Regions from separate parts of the Pan troglodytes genome. Here region 2 is linked to region 1. Evidence: chromatin contacts called from public HiChIP or PLAC-seq data. All regions are on one chromosome and are shown on one strand. The core of a region is the stretch at or near the end of the contact, and the rest is flanking DNA. Distances in the headings are between cores, read along the strand shown. Region 1 holds the start of XYLB (xylulokinase). Region 2 holds the start of EXOG (exo/endonuclease G).

Evidence for each region. HiChIP or PLAC-seq counts read pairs in DNA pulled down with a chosen protein or histone mark.
Region 2: a contact with region 1 is called in an H3K4me3 HiChIP or PLAC-seq map of stem cell-derived excitatory neurons, with 2.5 times the contacts expected there. The contact joins the promoter of EXOG here to the promoter of XYLB in region 1. A contact is called at or near these places in 3 of 7 Hi-C or Micro-C datasets (blood, induced pluripotent stem cells and stem cell-derived neural progenitor cells) and 1 of 1 datasets of contacts at active chromatin or transcription factors (stem cell-derived excitatory neurons).

The regions. Positions count from the first base shown.
Region 1 is chr2:42,349,847-42,353,008 of NHGRI_mPanTro3-v2.0_pri, forward strand. It overlaps XYLB (xylulokinase), which reads left to right and starts at 1,588. Exons shown (of 19, transcript XM_016940725.4): 1 at 1,588-1,751. The coding sequence starts at 1,695.
Region 2 is chr2:42,498,077-42,501,238 of NHGRI_mPanTro3-v2.0_pri, forward strand. It overlaps EXOG (exo/endonuclease G), which reads left to right and starts at 1,440. Exons shown (of 5, transcript XM_001171826.8): 1 at 1,440-1,649. The coding sequence starts at 1,487.

The DNA.
Region 1 (3,162 bases), core at 338-2,837:
TGACCAACATGGTGAAACCCCATCTCTACTAAAAATACAAAATTAGAGCCGTACGCAGTGGCTCATGCTTGTAATCCCAGCACTTTGGGAGGACGAGGCAGGCGGAACACCTGAGGTCGGGAGTTCAAGACCAGCCTAACAAACATGGAGAAACCTCGTCTCTACTAAAAATACAAAATTAGCTGGGTGTGGTGGCGGATGCCTGTAATCTCAGCTACTCGGGAGGCTGAGGCAGGAGAATCACTTGAACCCAGAAGGCAGAGGTTTCGATGAGCTGAGATCACGCCATTGCACTCCAGCCTGGGCAACAAGAGTGAAACTCCGTTTCAAAAAAAAAAAAAATTAGCTGGGTGCGGTGGTGTGCGCCTGTAATCCCAGCTACACGGGAGGCTGAGGCAGAAGAATCAGTTGAACCAGGGAGGTGGAGGTTGCAGTGAGCGGAGATCACGCCACTGCACTCCAGCCTGGGTGACAGGAGTGAAACTCTGTCAAAAAAAAAAAAAAAGTCATCAAGCAGTTAAGATTAGATTAAAATGCAGTAATCTAATCTTAATTAGATTAGATACTTAGATACCTTTATTTAAAAAATTTTAAAAGTGGAGATAATAGTACCTACTTCCCAGCATCATTGTGAGGATTAAATGTGCTCAGCAGGTTGCATAATTGTTTCTGATCTAGCTAGTATCCAGTATTTGTCTATTGTCACAGGTGGTGACTGCTGGAGTGGCTGAGTCCCCAGTAAGCTGTGAATGTCTTGGAGGACAAGTATGTTGGCCCCTTCTTGTTCCAGCAGTGAAGAGGATCCCATGTAGACTCCAAGCAGCTCAAGTTCAGCAAGGGAGACAGACCATTGCAAGTGCATGAAAAGGGCACTGGTGGGCTGGGAAGTTCGTAGGAGGAGCCTCTCACATGCTGGGTTTGGGGAGGAATTCTGGAAAGCAGTCAGTCTTAGGGACGGGAAGGATGTAGCTGGTGGGACAGGCACCCTCAGCTCCATGAATAAAGGGAGTGGGTCTGACTCTGCTTCTCATTCCCCTTTACCATGCCTGGCACACATTAGACCATCAATACCAATTGACTCCAGGAATGAGTGTCTCCCCGTGGGGGCATCAGGAGCGCTGAGTTTAAATACACAGGTGGGATGTGACACACTGGGAACCATTCAGATTTGCTGGATCTGGACAGGGCTTGTCAGGACTCAGTGCTTCCAACCCCAGGGCCCATTTCCCTGTGGCCCCTGAGTCACCACCATGGGTGGACAGCTGCTCCAGTGCCAAGATACAGCCACAGAGGACTGCAGGCCCAGGGCCTCCAGAAGGACAGGCAGGCTCCCTCTGAAAGACAAGCTGGCTTATAGCTGAAACCTCTGGCCCAGGCGTCCTCTAAGGGAAGCCAGGCTGTGTCAGGGCACGGCCCATGAAGACATAAGATGAAGATGGGGAGGACCAGAGGGGGTGCGCTTCGAAGGAAAGCGGGCTGCGTGGGGGCACCGTCGATTGCACAGGACGCGGTCCCGGCTCGCGTAGCCCCGCAGGCGGCGCCAGAGCGCAAGCCCGCCTCGTGACTCCGGTCCACAGTCTGGCCCGGCGGAGCTAGGGGCGGGCCCCTGCGTCTCTGGGCGCTGGAGCGCGGCGACTATCACGCCGCGTGGCGGACGGACGGACTGACGGACGCGCAGCCTTACCCGAAGGGCCATGGCGGAGCACGCCCCTCGCCGCTGCTGCCTGGGCTGGGACTTCAGCACGCAGCAGGTACAGTTGCCTGGCCGCAGGGCCACGGGGCCGCCTCCTCCGCTTCGGTGGGGGTAGGGGGCGGGCTGTCACCCGGACGCGGGAAAACATGGGCCCGGCCGCGGGCGCGCCTACCTCTCGGGCTTCCCGGGGCCCCCGCGCCCCTGCCCTGCGCGCGGCCGTGGGGCGCCGGTGCCCTCGCCCGGAGATGCCCTGCCAATGCCACCCGCTCGCAAGATGCGGCCTCGACCCCGCCTGGACCCAGCTACCCCAGGAAACTGCAGGCGCTCCTCGGCAGGACCCCCGGTGCCCAGAGGGGCCGGAGGACTCGGCGGGTTCCTGCGCTGTTCTGGGCACCCAGTGACGGGGATCCGAAGGAAGTCAGCTACTGTAAGGCAGGGGAACAGACAGGCGGGTAGCCCTGCGCACATGCACAACCAGTGACCTGGAAGCAGATTATAGCCCAAAACCTTTTTTTAAAAATTGAAATGGGCCAGGCCTGGTGGCTCTTGCCTGTAATCCCAGCACTTTGGGAGGCCGAGGCGGGTGGATCGCTTGAGCCCAGGAGTTCGAGACCAGCCTGGGCAATATGGAGAAACCCCGGTCTCTACCAGAAAATACAAAAATTAGCCGGGCATGGTGGCGCACACCTGTAGTCCCAGTTTCTCTGGAGGCTGAAGCGGATCGCTTGAGCCCAGGAGGTGGAGATTGCAGTGAGCTAAGATGGCGTCACCGCTCTCCAGCCTGGGCGACAGAACGGGACCCTGTCCCAAAAAAAAAAAAGTGAAATGCATAGTGTACAAATGGACTTTACCCTGTGACCGCCCTTCGTTGACACCAGCTTGCCTGGTCTGCGCACCCAGGACTGCTGGCCAGAGGAGCAGTGTGCTGCTGCCAACGCCCCGCAGACAGGCAAGCAAATCAAAATTTGCCTTCAAAGAGGGCATGGGGTGACCGGGGGCACCTTTTCCTTTAAAGTACTTGGGAAATATACACAGTTACAGTCAAACCCCTCTTCTCGAATGGGTCAAGGGAGGCAGGCCTCTGGCCGGTCCTTGGGGGGAAAGTCCTGTGGGACTCTGGATGACTCGAGTTGCCTTGCTAGGCCTCAGTTTTCCCATCTGTCCAGGAAAGGAGTTATACTCCCAAGCTTGGAGATTGCTTCAGTGGGACATTAATGTCTCTGGACCACAATCATGGCCTGTGAGAATAGCCCATGGCCTTGCCTGGTCTCAGGCCTCTGCAGACATGGATCCCCAGAGATGCCTCCAAACCTTGCTTCCCATTCCTTCCTCTCTGGCACTTTCTCCCGCCTCCTTGTCAGGTGCACGAACCAACTCATCTGTGAACATCTTCCTCAAGAGGGTCTTGGCTTTGGCTATTTGGGGAACAAAGATTCCTTGAGACATGTGGGTGTTCCTACTTAGCCTCA
Region 2 (3,162 bases), core at 190-2,689, 150 kb after region 1:
TGCCAGAGCTTTTTTTTTTTTTTTTTTAGACAGAGTCTTGCTCTATTGCCCAGATTGGAGTGCAGTGGCACGATCTCAGCTCACTGCAACCTCCGTCTCCTGGGTTCAAGCAATTCTGCCTCAGCCTTTCGAGTAGCTGGGATTACAGGCACGCGCCACCACACTTGGTTAATTTTTGTATTGTTAGTAGAGACGGGGTTTCACCATGTTGGCCAGGCTGGTCTCAAATTCCTGACCTCAGGTGATCCTCCAGTCTTGGCCTCCCGAAGTGCTGGGATTACAGGCATGAGCCACTGCGCCTGTGAGTTTTACGTCACAGCTTTGCTACCCAGAGAGACTACTAGATCGAAAATCCCTAGGAAGGACTCTGGTTGATGTAGCTTAACCAGTCAGGGTCCTTCACTAGAGGTATTCCAGGCAAGGGGGTAGCCTCCCATTTGAGGCTGTCAAAATAATGTGCACACTTCAGTAGGTTGTTAGAAGTGGCCTCCTGGTCAGTGAATCATCAGTGGGATCAGATGAAAGTTATTCCTATCAGTTATCTAAGAAATAGGAAACTTGAAGTTTCTGCTAAGAACTAAGTCCACACGGAATGCTGGAGATCGTGCTGCAAAATGAAGACTCATTTGTGAGTGGTAGTCCATGAAATCTATCCTTTCTTTGCCAGCAGGCGTTCAGCAATCTGGCTTTTATATTCTATCAAGACAAAGAGTAGAGATGACTCAAACATTTCTAACATTTATAGAACACTTAGTGACATGCCCCTGGTACTTCCCCAAACATTTTACATGTGTCATCTCCTTTAATCCTCACAAGAACGCTATGGTCTAAGTATTATTATTCCAATTTAAAAGAGAAGGTTGGGGACAGTGACACACACCTGGACTTACAGCACTTTGGGAGGCCGAGGCGGGAAGATTGCTTGAGGCCAGAAGTTGGATACCAGCCTGGGCAACATAAGGAGACCCCCTTCTTTACCGCTCCCCCACTCCCGCCAAAAATTTAGCCGGGCAATGTGGCACGTGCCTGTAGTCCCAGCTACTCAGGAGGCTGAGGCAGGAGGATCGCTTGAGCCCACGAGTTCGAGATCGCAGTAAGCTATGATCATTCCACCGTACTGCAGCCTGGGTAACAGAGACCCTGTCGCTAAATAAATAAATAGACCTGAGTTGGAATATCGGCTCTGGAGACCTTAGTGTAACCATGTGCAAGTGTTTACTCACCTATTAAATGGGACTAAAGGCATTTTTTTCTCAAGACTATATATAGCATACCACTAAGCCCTCTAGACATCATATTCCCCATCCATCGCCCCGTCCAGTGGACCAGGGATGAAGCGGGGATGCGCTAGGCATCCCGGCTTGTCACCAGGGGGCGTGCGAGGCCCTCAGCTTGGCGGGCGGTGAGGCGTGGGGTGACGGGGGGGATGGCGGGGGACGGCATGCGCGCGCATGCGCCGTGGTAAAAGGCCGGTACCTCGGGCAAAATGGCTATCAAGAGTATCGCTTCCCGCCTCCGGGGTTCCCGTCGTTTTCTGAGCGGTTTCGTGGCTGGGGCTGTAGTGGGCGCTGCGGGAGCTGGGCTCGCGGCCCTGCAGTTCTTCCGGAGTCAGGGCGCTGAGGGAGCGTTGACAGGGAAGCAGCCGGATGGTAAGTCTGTGGGCCCGTCCTCCCTTCCCTGGCCCAGGTTTCGGGCTCCGACTCCTACCTGGAGTGTGAATGGCAGTCCTTGACGGACAGCCTTCACCGTTTGCTGGGCCCCTAGCCTGGCCCTTGGTTTCTGACCTTTATTCTCCCGGCTCGGCCTCCCTTCCCCACCTCGCGTCTCGCCAGCTTCCCTCATGTCCTTCCTTTCCCCGGGCATCTTCGTTTTCTGCACAGAACCACCCCCCCACCCCCGCCCGACTTTCTTCCTCCCAGTTACTCATCGCGATATCTATGTTTTAATGTCTGTGTTCTCTACTAAGATTGTTAGCTCCATAAGACTTGAGACTATGTCTGTTTTGGTCTCCATCATCTAACCAGCACAGTACCTGGTACATAATTGGCATTCAGTAAGTATGAATGAAGGAATAAATTAATACATAATTTTAGTAGATTAGTTAACTGCCCTTCTTTCGTCATTGTTCAGTTGAAGAATACCTGCTATCCCTCCAAAGTGTATAAAAACTCATGTTGCAATGGGTACCTTATATTTGACAAAAAAAAAAAAAATTTACACGAGCTCATTTCTTGTACTTTGCGGATGTGCTAATTTAACTTGCTCCTTTGGATACTTGGCATCTAGCAAGAGAACTACCCCCTTGGGGGGTTGAGGATTTGAGAAGGCATCGGGGAGGATTATCTCGAAACTGACTCACTGTTGAATGTGTGCTTGGTTTCTCCCACTAGGAAAAACAGTACCAGTTTTACTGTCATCTTGCAACAGCACACATATCAGTGCTTCAGAGATGATTTGGAAATTTGATGTGAAAGACTAATAAGATCAAGTCTTTATTCAAAAGTTAATGCAGTAGCTGCATTTTATTCACTGATTATAGGCAAATCAGTACTTTGCCTACTGTCTGTTTTCTTCATCTCATAAGTAATTGCAAAAATGAGATTTTCTGGTTGATTAGACTTCTGAGCCAGTCCTTTGTAAATCACACCGCTCTCCTTTTCCTTATAATCTTTCATTATTAAGAGCCACTAATTGTGTGTGCGTGTTTTTTTTGTCTCTGCCCCCCCCTTTTTTTTTTTTTTTTTTTTCGTTTTTAGGATCTGCAGAAAAGGCTGTCTTGGAACAATTTGGATTCCCTTTAACTGGAACAGAGACAAGGTGTTACACTAATCACGCTTTGTCTTATGATCAGGCAAAGCGGGTGCCTAGATGGGTTCTTGAACATATTTCCAAAAGCAAGATAATGGGTAGGTGGTTGGATAAAAAAACTGAAGTAACAGTATTTATGAAAGATGTCTCCAAATTTAAAACAGGGATGATTATTAATATTCTCAACCTTTTTCATATCATAGCACATGTAGAAAATTATATTTATATAACTTACTGGTTAAATCAACCCTGCCTGGCAGCCAGAAAGCCAGACCCTTTCCAGCTGTCTCAGGGCTGAAAATACCCATATCTTGACACACTAGTTGGGAGGCTCTGTCATAAATATTACAGCAA